2 separate regions of the Sparus aurata genome follow, and region 1 is linked to region 2. A link is a contact called in public Hi-C data. All regions are on one chromosome and are shown on one strand. The core of a region is the stretch at or near the end of the contact, and the rest is flanking DNA. Distances in the headings are between cores, read along the strand shown.

Region 1 (6,272 bases), core at 1,283-3,782, 260 kb before region 2:
CCGTTTTAGAGTTTATCATCCAGAGCTCTTTAGTGCAAAATAAATGCAATAAGCGTATTTACTGACAACCCAATTAGGAAATAAATTAGCAATTAGCAAGTAAAGGAACTGTGGACCAGAATGGGTAGAAAACAGATGGGTAATATGGGAAGGGAGCTTTCAGGGGGCCATTGAAAAAAAAATGGGACCTAAGACAATCAAGGTGATGTTGTATAAGCTGATGTCATGCAATTCCAATGTCACATTATCTCTGGAGGACAAGAATTTCTAGCAGCGTTGCATCAGCTTATGTGCTCTGCGCAGCTAAAAAGGGGGAAATTATTGTCATCAATGCAGAAGTGAAACAGTGTATTTAATATGAAGACAACTGTATGACTGTCATTGTGAGAGAAATCTATTCAAGTTGTGAATTAAAAGTACACTACGACCTAAAAAAAACAATGTTTAGACCGATACAAAAATATTTTTTCTCAATCTTGACATATGAACGACTAGTGTGTTGCAGTGTCTGCCCTCTGCCTGCATTTTCACTTGTGCTCATTATTTTTGCTGTGTTCAAGAGGTTTGCAGGTGTCAGCGATTCTGGAGAAAGATAGTTGACTGTTGAGTCTCAATCCCAGGTCGCCAAATACCATGTCGTCAATTACCGAGTATATGGGGTGCTTCAATAGCTCACAATTCGTACGCCATGTCTGGCTCAGAGTTGACGCCAAAACGTGGCCCACTGCTGCACATCTTTCCCTCTCTTTCACTCTCTCGCCCCCCTTTTCCTGTCTGACTCTCCTAGCCGTCCTATCAAAATTGAGGCAAAAAAAAACCTGCAAAAAGAAAAGAAAAAAACATAATGGCTTGCCATCCCAAAGCATCTATATTTGATGACCTTGGATTGAGACACAACAATTACCTATCTTTCTACAGAATCGCTTACTGCCCCTGGTGTGTTTACAAAGCACAACTGACAGGTACTGCCTTGTGTGCTTTCAATGTTTGTTCTAGCATAGATAATTGATAATTCCTCTGGTCATTTTCAGACACACTTGTAACATTTAAAAGACACATAGCCAATGTGGTCTGAACTGTCTGATGTTTTTGCTGTGCCTCTTAGGCAGCGTCTTGTATCTCTACCAAACAGTGATATCTCAGACTAACTAAGCTGTCATTTTATTTAGCCTGTGACATTTCAGGCATATAAGGCCCCCCCACCCATTGTTGTGAAAGTGTTTGCAGTCAGTAAGATGTGAAAGCATCAGAAATACATTTACAATGAGTGAGATGTACAGGAAATGGTGAAAAAAAAAGACTATTAAATTATATGCAAACAGCACCGCGATTGTTTCAATAAATGTATCACAACTTCCACTGGGGGTACAGGACAAATTATGGGTGGGTAACAACAGAAATGCCTGAATACAGGGTCGGCAGTGTTCCACCTCTGTAAGCTGGCAGTGAATCAAGTCCAATGGATATAAAAGGGCCATTATTAAAAAGAGTGCAGAGCAGGTGCTAGTGAGCCAAGTGGGTCACCACAGAATAGGCGTACACCTTAATATAACACTCCAAACCTGCTAGGTGAATCCCCTTGTGTGTCAATTTGTCTCGCCTGTTTAATCACACTAATATTTGCTGCAGGTACAGGTAAGGTCGATATAAGAAAACTGAACGCACACAAAAAATTAAATCCATATTACCAGTTTAAAGGTGCTGCCGATTTAGTTACATCTCATTTATGTTCAGGCACACAGTACACAACTTGCTGCACAGGATAACGTTGTGAGTGAAAGCCCCTGAATGTCAAAGTTTGGCCTAAAACATTGACAGAATAATTGCAGCAGCAGTTAAACTGCCTTATAACAAGAGAAAATGTGAGTTACCGTTTTGTTTCCTGTGCTGTGGCAACTCACGTGATAACGCTTCACACGCCAGCACATTAAGACAGAAAATGTCACCACACATGACCAGCAGTGTGTCACCCCGCTCAGATACACTGTGGTTGTAATTTAATACGTGTCTCAAAAGATGTTGATGAAACACTTCATACATTAGCTGCCTGTTTCCAAGTCCTCGAATCAGACGCTAACTTAGCCGTCAAGTTTAGCTAGCCGTCTGCAGTTTACACAACAAACAACGTAACACGTCCAGCGTCAGAGAAAGTAATTAGCTACTTACTTTGCGATGAAAAACGGACACCAGTCACTGCTTTCAATGGCTGTCTTTGATAAATGTAGCTCTCCGACGTTAAATGTTACAGATACGGTCTCCACAGTTAGCTAGCGTTAGCGCCTACTAGCTTGTGAAGCTGTCTTTTAGCGAGCGCCTGAGCCAGAAAGCTAGCTGTAGATCACTTGTGTCACACATTCAGCGCCTGACAGTGTCCGCTCGCCAATACCAGGAGCCTTTTAATCACTTCTCAAAATGCTAACCATAAGAAGGAGCCAACCTCTCCCCAAGGTTAGCAAATAAAACGCTCCCAAGGAGGAAGCTTTTCCTTATGTTGAAGATGTGTCATGATAGTGACTGTTTCGCTGCAATGCATTGTGGTCCTTGTAGTTGCGTTTTGACAGCAGGGCGACAGGACAGTTTTGTGAGTCCTGCCCACAGTCGCAGTCGTTATTCAACCTGTGCACAGGACTCAAAATGATGTGCCAGCATCTGTGAGCTTAGTATAGTCAGATCTGTGGAGAAGCATAGACTGACTTGGCTATCTACGGTCAGGTGTAACACGACCAACAGTGATAACAAAATAGTGTAATTATAAAAACTCCTGTACACAATATGTTATTCAAAAAGCTGCGATCTTGCATAACACGGTACGAGAATAAACCTGACTATCTGCTTCAATGTAGAAAATTGTGTTTATTTGATTTCTATATGGAAGTCTATAGAGGACTTTATTAAAATGAATATGTAAACTTGGACGATGAAATGTAATTCCACAATATAATTATAATTGTGTACGCGTGTGTGTGTGTTATCTGAGTAAAAATAAAAATGACGATGCATTTCATCAATTTAACATGATTATTTTCACATTATGTATGGGTATATTAAAATGACAGTGGAAAAGCTGTTTTACATTTTATTCACATAGACTCTGGTCTACAGTGGACAATGTTCTGATTATGATTAAACAGCTTCTTGCATTGCGCCCATGCTATTATGTGAAAATGATAACGCAAATTGAAATAGTTTTTTTAATTTAAATTTTCATTCATACAACATATACAAATGTGGGAAAATTACAATGCAATTAGAAACTCACAGCTTCATTTTTAAGTTTACATATTCATTTTCTTACGGGCCTCCATATTTTTGGATTGGGGTGATTTCTGTGTGTGCACTCTCATGTGTACTTTGTGTCAACAGGTTCGCCTTTCGTGTTTCTGTGGCAGTCTTAATTCTTTGTTGTGGGTCTAGAAATGTAAGTCATTGATGAACCGAGGTCACTAAATCTGTCATTTTCAACTTCTAACTTTTCTAATGGTGTGAAGATTTACTCCACAACATCTGGTCACTCCGTGTGAGGTTGAATCTGAATGTATCTTCAAATGACCCATTCTTCTAAGTCCTGACATTAAGCCTAAATAACCACAGGGTGTCACTCTTGCTCAATACACCAGATTCCAGTTTCCTTTTGACCGGTGCAAATGGATGAACTGGATCATCACTGCTGCACTTCTGATCTAATGTAGTATTTTTTCTTATTCCGGAGCACACTTCCTCTATTCAACCTAGATTTAAGCTTGTGTAAATATTTTACAATATTAATATTTTGGCAGATAATAACATTCAAACTAATTCATTGCAATATGACATTTAATGAACACAGAATAATACAACATAACAATGACACTTATAACACAACATAATACGTAATCTCATATATCCTCAATATCATGTGAAGCCAGCAGCTCGCATCTTGACTTCTACCTGCACATTCCGGGGAAAGCACTGTTGAATGGGCAAGTGAATGGGGATGGGGGGTTTGGAGCCTTCAAAGTCAATTAACGCATGTGGAGTTAAATGGGACAGACACTGTCCATGAATAATTAAAGTGGCTGACATGTCAGTAACATTAGGGGAGGTTGGCGACATTTATTGTCGTGGCAGTTGCAGAGTGGTGATGATGAAACTGTTGACTCCCCAGTCAGGAAGTAGGTCACAGCATTATTAAAGATGTAGCTCCATAGTATAACTCTGCTAAATATTACATCGCCTTTCAGTTTTGACACACACACACACACACAGACACACACACACACACACACATGCATGACCACGGAATCGCTTAAGGTTACATTTATGTGCATTAGATGCAAATTAAAAATTAAAAATAACATTCATGCACTCACACACAAATAGGCACCCACACACACCTTAGCAAAACAATGTCACCTTATCTTGCTTTCCAATATCATTTTTTTCATCGCTGGGTTTGACTTTGAGCAACAACGTCAGAAGAAGTAAAAGAGAATACTTTCATAGGCAAACTCCGGTGTTTGAAGGATATTGTTGTTCAGTGTGATATTGAATTCTCTGTGTTTCTGAGTGTGTAGTTCTCTGCCAGCAGCAGCAGCCGCTTCTTAAGACACCAAAGAGAAAGAGGGAAAAAAAACACTCAGTTATACACCCTGCTGTTTGAAACTTGAGGTTAGTTATGTGTTAAAGAGCCCTCCTGTGTCACAACACGGTTTACAAGATACCTCAGACTGATACCGATTTACTGACTAAAAGTGGTACCTTGTTTAAATAGTTTTCAGTTATAGTGGGCATCATGTACTCTCAGGCCAAGTTGGTATTTCAGTGTTAGAGGCAGAGAGCTAGAAGTTAGAAGAGGTCCTAAATATATCTCATCATCTTTGTGCTCGGTCCAAGATTTATTTGGCAGCATCCCTAAAAACAACCTGCAGAACTGTTAATCTGAAGGAAATGGGCACGAAATGTCAGCACTGTTTTAAAATATTAACAGTATAAATAGACTGTGGATGTAATCCAAGTAGCTGACGTAATGGTTTGTTGCTGGAGTTTAGGGTTCACATCATTTTAGCCTTTTACTCCAATTTTACACATCCTGTTTCTGCTACTACAAATGCGGTTACTCTACTTCATGCTGCTAACACTGCTGTTGCCGATACGAGACACTACACCCACCACTTGTTTCCATTCCCTCAAGTACAGTTTCGTTCAAGTGCAATTTCTGTATATTTTTTGTGTGACTATTTTTGTCTCAAACAATTTGAGTGAGTAGTATTTAATACCTTTTATGCTTCAACATAAAGTTCGATTCGGCCGCTGGAAAATGATAATAGAAATCAGTGTTTATGTTGCTTTGTTTTTTATGAGGTATCATGTATCAAGAGCCCTATTATTAATCATTTTCCCTATTCTGAGTGACACTTTGTGTGGTAAGTCAGTCAATTAAGGGATGTGGATCATCATAACAATACAATCTAATACATTATGTTACGTTTGCCCATGACCCACTATTCAGTTTTGGTGTTGGCCTGCTGAAAAGAAAAAAAAAAAAAGCATGGGCACCCCTGGGATTCTAGTTTTACTTAACTATGCCTGTGTTCTTGTCTTTCTGCTGCTGTGAAACATTTTCCAATGAATCATTAAAGTCCATCTTTTATCTCTTTAAAAGGGAGAGTAGAAAAAAAAGTGAATAAATTGTTCTTAATTTTCATGAGCTTTGTGGTTTTTGGCGTGAAGAATTTATTATCATTCGATCTAATTGGGAGAAGACATGATTAAAAAAAAAAAAAGAGTAAAATTGAAATGAAAGAATTCCGACATACAAGACACAAGAGGGCAGTGTTGAAACATATTAAAAAAATCGAGTGTGGCGAGGCTGTCTTATCCGTCAAGGCGTTGCAATTTAACTTCAATGCTAAACTCACACTTGGCTGCTGCATAATCCTGTTGTTACATGTTAAATAAGCATTGCATTGCAATGCAAAATACAGGCTGGTAACAAAAAAAAAAAAAGCCCAAACTACTGGCCCGCTCAGTTTTAACAATCATGTAAAATTTATTTTCAAATTAGACCAACATAGATGTTGATTATTAAGTTTAGGTTTCGCTCAAGATAACATGAACTGAGCCCCAGCAGCTCTGGAAGGTTGAATCAGTCCTTCCTAATGCATAATCCATGAGTTTTTATTTTCCCCTTGAAATGTGAGTTGTCTCTTTGAAGTGTTTTGTGGTATTATTATACTGTGGTTTGACGAGTAATAATGTTGATGTCTTGTATGAGCTGTAATTACTGGATCTAG
Region 2 (6,648 bases), core at 2,135-4,634:
CCTGCTCTAGTATAAAGGCAGCAGTTTCCAGGACTAGATTAAGAGCCTGTTTATCCAATGAGAGGGCAGCCTGAAGTTTTTGCTCCTCATCTTCACTGAACGTCCGCTCTCCCTGTGAAAATAAAAATAACATAATTTACTGTGTCAGTGTGAAAAGGTCATTGAACAATTACTGTTTTCAGGAGCTGAAGAAAAAGATGAAAACCTTCTTTCTGATTTAGGATCAACAACCTTTTAAAAAGAAAGGAAACAGTTATAGAATAGACCACGTGGGTATCAAGAGCCAGGTTATGAAAGGAACCATTCAAATTCAATTTAATCAATGTGTCAAGGTTTGTTTTCACTGGTAGGTGCTTGTGTGCTCACGATCATATGATAATCTGATCTTAACCAAGTAGTTTTTAGGATAATCAATTTCTCATCATGATCAATAATCAAGTACAATTACCATATATTTGGTTACAGCATCAAGTTACATCATGAAAAATCTTTGGTAAATGAATCTTTGTAAATAAAATAATACAATGGGCCTTTGCAGTAAAGTAATATATTATCTTATATATATTATATAATAGGATAAAACTTATGACTCGACTTACTTACATCAGACAACTGTCATCTTTTCATCTCATAAATTACAGTATAACTAAATAATTGGCAAAATGTCACAGGTTATTTCACAGCAGACACTTGGGCTTCTCAGACTAGCAAAAGCAAAGGTTAAACAATTACCATCAACTAAAATGGCACTACTGAGTAGAGAGCATACCTCCGCATAGGCCCCACAGTCCCCTTAAATTGAATCAAGCCTAATCAAAAATCATAAATCATTAAATATCACAAGTTTTTTTGTCATCATAATATATGCATTTTCCCTGAGAGTAAAACTACAAAAAAAAACTTTGCACTGTTCCTGGATCCATGTCTTTAGCAGGATCCACCCCAAAAGTTAATCGGGTCTATTCTGGGCCAAAATGCATCCTCAATCCAAGTTTGGTGAAAATCTATTCTTTAGTTTTTGTGTAACCCTGCTGACAAACCAGCCAAGTAACAAACAGTCACAGGTGAAAACATAACAGTGGCTCCATTCCATGAGTGAGGAAGCCATATCAGTGAGCAATCATGCAACAGTCATTATAAATGTCATAAGATACATCTGTTCTTTACATCATTATCATTATCATCAAGATATCTTTTGAATGACATATTATGATGAAACAAAATTAATTTCATTTAGCAAGTCAAAAAAATCTAATCAACCACACTTATTGTTCATGGAATGAATGGCTGACATTTTTTGTCAACCAGCTAAATCTAATAAAAAAAAAACCTGAATGGTCAACAGGGCCAGGCATGAGTGCACATTCATTAGCGCAAGTCTGACTGATGCTGTGATAAGTCATTATGCATGCACTGCTCTCTCTCTGGCACTACAGCTTTCCTGCAAAAGCCTCAGAAGCCTCTTGTCTTTGTCACGGATAGCACTGTGCAGTCTCTGTACCTTCAAATGAAGCTTCTGAATGATGCGGGAGATCAGCCTGGAGAATTTGTTCGCATCAATTGCGTTGATGAAAGTCACCGCCTCTTTTATGCTGTTTGGAAAGAAGAGTCATGAACATTGATGACAGCGGTGTGGAAAGTACTCAGATCTTTCAGTTAACAAACAGAATAAGACTTTACGGACCAAGTATCATGTCCTAGATGAAAGGCATTTCACTCTAGCCGCCAGTGAATTTCAAAGGTAACTGCAATGTATATATGACAGCAAAGACACATACAAACATATCCCAGTGACAAAATACAGCATCAGTAGACAGGAGGTTTCCACAGAATAAATAAGACCATCTGGGTGAAGACTGAATGGCAGCCTGAAATGAGGTTGTGTGTAGACATACTGTCACACACACACAGCCAAATTAACCAAACCTCATAATAACAATTGAAAGAGAACTTTCACAATTTTACTTAAGTCAAATTTAACAAAAACCTAAGTATTGCTTATCTAAAATGACCAGTTAAGAAGAATTGTGCTTTTTAGGTGCATTAAGTGCATCTTATATTACAGTCATATGTTCATGTCATATCAGATCTTCACTATGCTATAATCTGGGCAGGTAAGACTGCAGTATCTTCAGGAGAGATAAGTGACTTGAATTGAGACTTGACTTGCCTTAACTGAATAATCGACTTGACTTAAATTTGCCTGATAAAAAATGACTTGAGACTTGCCTGGGACTTAGACCTAAATTATTTTAGTCACATTTCTGGCACAACTATAACCAATTCAAAAGAACTGTGACTTTAAGCCTCAGTTTGTGATTGTTAACTATTGCATTTATACATTTTTACACAAACTAATATGGTATTTAAGGTAGTTTGATCGCCTTGTTCTGCTACCTTTTCGAGTCAAGTCAAGTCAAACTTTATTGTCAATGCTGCTATGTGTACAGGACATACACAGAATTAACATATCGTTTCCCTCAAATCCCTGGTACCTTGTTTGACACTAAAATAATGCATAAATACTATAGCAAAATACTAATAATTTGAAACAACAACAAAAAAACACTAATTCATCAATATCAATTGCAACTTAACAATAAAAAAATCAGCTAATACATTATGTGTATAGCATATTATTGTTTGTTAACAGAAACAAACGATTAACTCTCTCCTTAAATGTAGCGCGGTATTGTTATTGTGCTGAGTCTTACTAGAAGACAACAGTATACTGTCGATACCTCACAAAAACATGTAGCTACTTCACTCTACCACAACGCGATGAGTCCTCATGTAACGTTATAATTTAACGTACAGGTTTGTTAGAAGAAGTGGAAGAAGGAAGCTACAGAGGGCTAATTTTCCCCCAAAAAAGAGCAATAAAATCTGATAATAACGCAGTTTAACGATGGCATCAGAAACATAAATCTTCCTCGAGCTAGTTCTACGTGTTTGCTAATATTCATTGATGCACCACATCAAAATATCGAGAACTTTCATAAAGCTGCGTTAGGCTACAGGTAACTTAGCTTGACGTTAGTTACTGGAAATACTCCTTGTATTTCTTTATAATTAAAGAGAGAAGCAGCCCACCTTTGTGTTTCTTTGATAATTGAAGTCATTGTTGTCTGTTGCTTTTTCTATGAATGAAAAATGAAGAGTTGTGTCAAAGTGTCAAAGCAGCAGCAGCAGCATCCTCTCACTGTTGTTATTCCGCCTTCCTGTTGTCACGAGACAGACAGCGGTACATGTGACAGTCAAAGCTGCGACAAGCATGCGCAGTGAAGAACGAATTACAGACAAATCAATTACTTTAAGTGTCACTTTATTCTCTAACACAACAGTGTCAAGAATAATATGTCAATCGATTTCTCAGTAACTGTGACCATACAGCTGAATCCGTTGGCGCGGTGTTTGCGTAAAGCTGGGCACAACTGAAGCTTCTGCTACAAGAGTAAGTACGGAATATGTAATGGACAAACAGAGCCGGCGACAAATGCGCAGGGAAAAGCATAAGCCTACTGCTGCTTACACCCATAATCTCTGACATGGAACCCTTTATGAAGTTGATACTATCTAACTAACGATTTAATAATCTTTCCTAAAACAGTAATGAATGCCTTACATGCCAGTGAAGCCATTTAATAGAACAGTTTTTGGGGTGCCTAGTTATTAAAAAACCACATGGGTAGGCATTTAAACATCCATTTTGATAATAATGGAGTCAAAAATGTTGGCTGGTTTCTTATAAGTCCTCAATTACTGATTAGAGTTATTGAAGGATAGACCAAGTCTGTAACCAAGTGTTTATTATCAATAAATAAAATAAATATGAATACATAAATATAATATGTAACAATTTGCCATTATGCTGCATTGCATAATGGTCCAAATAAACACACCAATAGAAAAGTACTGCAAGTGCACCAAAAAAATTTACATTTAATTGTGAAAGGGCAACCCTGAACTGATAAACAAGAGATCCACAAAGGCATAAAATCCGCACAGGACTATTCACATGATCTCAATATTACTTTTTTTTTTTTTTATATCGCAGTTATCATTGTTACCGGCATGTTGTGACAGCCCTGGTGTTGTGTGAACTGTGTTAACCAGATCATCTGCAGCCGTTTCCTTGGAATAAGTGGTCAAATAGTCTAAACAGGCAAAGACTTTTCAAAACCAAAAATTTGACTGTAGAGCATTAGCATTTTTATTCAACATTAATACAGTCACCAGTTACACCTGTTAACTCTTTTATTTCACTACATGACCCATACCTTAAGTAATAGCCTGCCACATACTGATTTTTTTGACAAGATCTCATAAGTGAAACATCTCCAAGGACAAAATAATGATATGGTGCATCTAAGACTATTTGTTGAATGTACTGTACAAGACACATATTGAAAATATCAAACGAGAATGATGATGATAATGAAAAAAGACAAACACAACGATTGAATTTCGACAGTTTATTAAGTTGAAAAAGAAGAGAAAAAAGTTCATGCACAGATTAAAATTAAGAGAAATATTTGATAAGACATGATAAATCATTTAAAAATATTTTGCATACAAATAAGAAAAGAAAAAAAAATCATTTCAGCATATATTCATATTTCTATCACACAGCATATCCGCAATATAATAATATTGTTTACTGATTTTACCAGCGAGCTGTAATGTATGACTTCCAATACTGTAGCAGACCTGTTCCAATTTGGTATTTGTAATGGTTTCATGCTCTTTCCTCCACGAGTTGATTTCTCAAGCCAGATATACCAAACCATTAAGTCTTTCCCAAAATGTCACCACCTGCCACACTTTCTCTTTTAAGTAAACACTTGTCAGTGAAATAATTTCAGTTACAAAGTGACACAGAATGGTACTGTAGCAGCTAAACGTCAAGGGCCAACCCCCATCGAGGCAGAAGGAATGTACCACTGATAAATAAATACTTAATTTTTCCTTCCAACAGATTAAAAAAAAAAAAAAAAAAAATCACATAAAACACTCTTTTTTTTTTATAGGAAAAACAAAGAGATAACAGCCAGAACAAGGAGTGTCAAATCACACGGTACCTTCAAGATGTATAGTTTTGATAAAAGTTAGTAATTTGAGGTTTTGGTAAACAGATTGCATCACGGTAAACATTGGCTGACATCTGCAGGCTCAGGATCTCGCTGCCACTATTTGAAGGAGGGTAAATTTGGCACTTTTATGCTGATGTCACCAATGTTGATGTTTCTGGGCATTTCCGGGAGGTTCATGTTCTTTACAGCTGATACGGCACGAGCAGGCGCTCCTGCAATACCGGCCTGCACACACATACACACACAAAACACACATGGAGGGGATGATAAGATACAAATCAGTAAATCAAAAATCATGCTGTACACGACACAGACACACACACACACACACACACACACACACTGAACCGTGAACATTGGACACACATACACACAGTGCTAAACAGAGACAAACAACTGCTGACAAAATGCAAAAGCACTGACAGCTACTCGGACAGACAACATGTGCAAAATGTACATTCAGATGCCTTCATAGCTTCATATGCACATGCATTATTTGGTTCTATAATGATTTACACCACAACCAGAGCCAATTATGAATCAACTGTGAGGACACACTGTACTAGACCATTCACTAATTTGAATATACTGAGCAGTACTGGACATTCATCAAATGGACAAAAGGCAGCATTGCTTGGAAAGTGAACCCACCGGACTCTTGAGGACCGATAAGGGTAAAAATGCATGGAGAGAACTGGGTAAAGCAGAAAAAATGGATTTTGGATATGAAGACGGAAATGACGTTTGGATAGATAGGCGTGTGTAGAATGTGTGCGTCAAATTTTAAGGGAACATGTCAAACGTAATCTTAGCCATAATAAAACAGATGATTCTGCTCTTCTCGTGGGTTGAGTTGCTTCTGGACAGACTACGCATGACTGTCTAAATACATATTTGTGAACACAGGAACAAGAATATTGGGTAACGCTTTATATTGCAGTCCGTTAGTTAATAGGCAAAACTAAGTCCTTAAAATGAGACGCTTACAAACATTAAAAAGACTATACAGGTGTTAATTATAGCACAACAAACACGTTCATTGTTAGAATAATATAACTATCTTAATGTTAGTTTTGCACTTCACTGCTAACATTGATTTATTATTATTTAATATGTATCCATATTTTATCAACCTTGATCACATGCAGCGCTCATTCCAGATGTCGAGCTGGAGAAGGCATAGCTAAGTGTTAAAAAAAAAATCATGGCATTATGGCATTGGCTTTGTATTTTTTTCATTTGATTTGATTGACAGAATGCCTGCATCTTTGTTCTTATGGAGCAAGTCAGTGAACTAATATCCAAAACTGGCTAAAGCCACTCAACCTTCATTTCAAATGTCATCGCTAATCATTATGTTGAATGAAAACTGTCCCCAGATCATTTTTTAATCAAGAACCAAGTTGAATTCAAGATTAATTTTTAAAAATGCCGCAAAGCCAATTTCTTGTGGAAAAGATAATTGGTACTAACCTTTACAAAGTAGCACAATACAATATGAAGTAGGAGGAAAAAATGCTCTAGTGAAGAGTGGTACTGTGCAAAAAAAGTAAAT

The links. Hi-C and Micro-C count contacts between places; a contact is called where the count stands out from the background.
Region 1: a Hi-C map of an unstated tissue shows a contact between it and region 2, with 6 times the contacts expected there. The contact joins the promoter of dmxl1 here to the promoter of commd10 in region 2. A contact is called at or near these places in 2 of 2 Hi-C or Micro-C datasets (skeletal muscle and an unstated tissue).

Annotation. Positions count from the first base shown.
Region 1 is chr5:26,308,111-26,314,382 of fSpaAur1.1, reverse strand. dmxl1 (Dmx like 1) reads right to left here and starts at 2,532. Exons shown (of 50, transcript XM_030416168.1): 1 at 2,167-2,532.
Region 2 is chr5:26,050,823-26,057,470 of fSpaAur1.1, reverse strand. commd10 (COMM domain containing 10) reads right to left here and starts at 3,384. Exons shown (of 7, transcript XM_030415859.1): 1 at 3,094-3,384; 2 at 1,502-1,592; 3 at 2-112. The coding sequence starts at 3,122. ap3s1 (adaptor related protein complex 3 subunit sigma 1) reads right to left here. Exons shown (of 6, transcript XM_030417918.1): 6 at 4,461-5,318. The coding sequence ends at 5,190.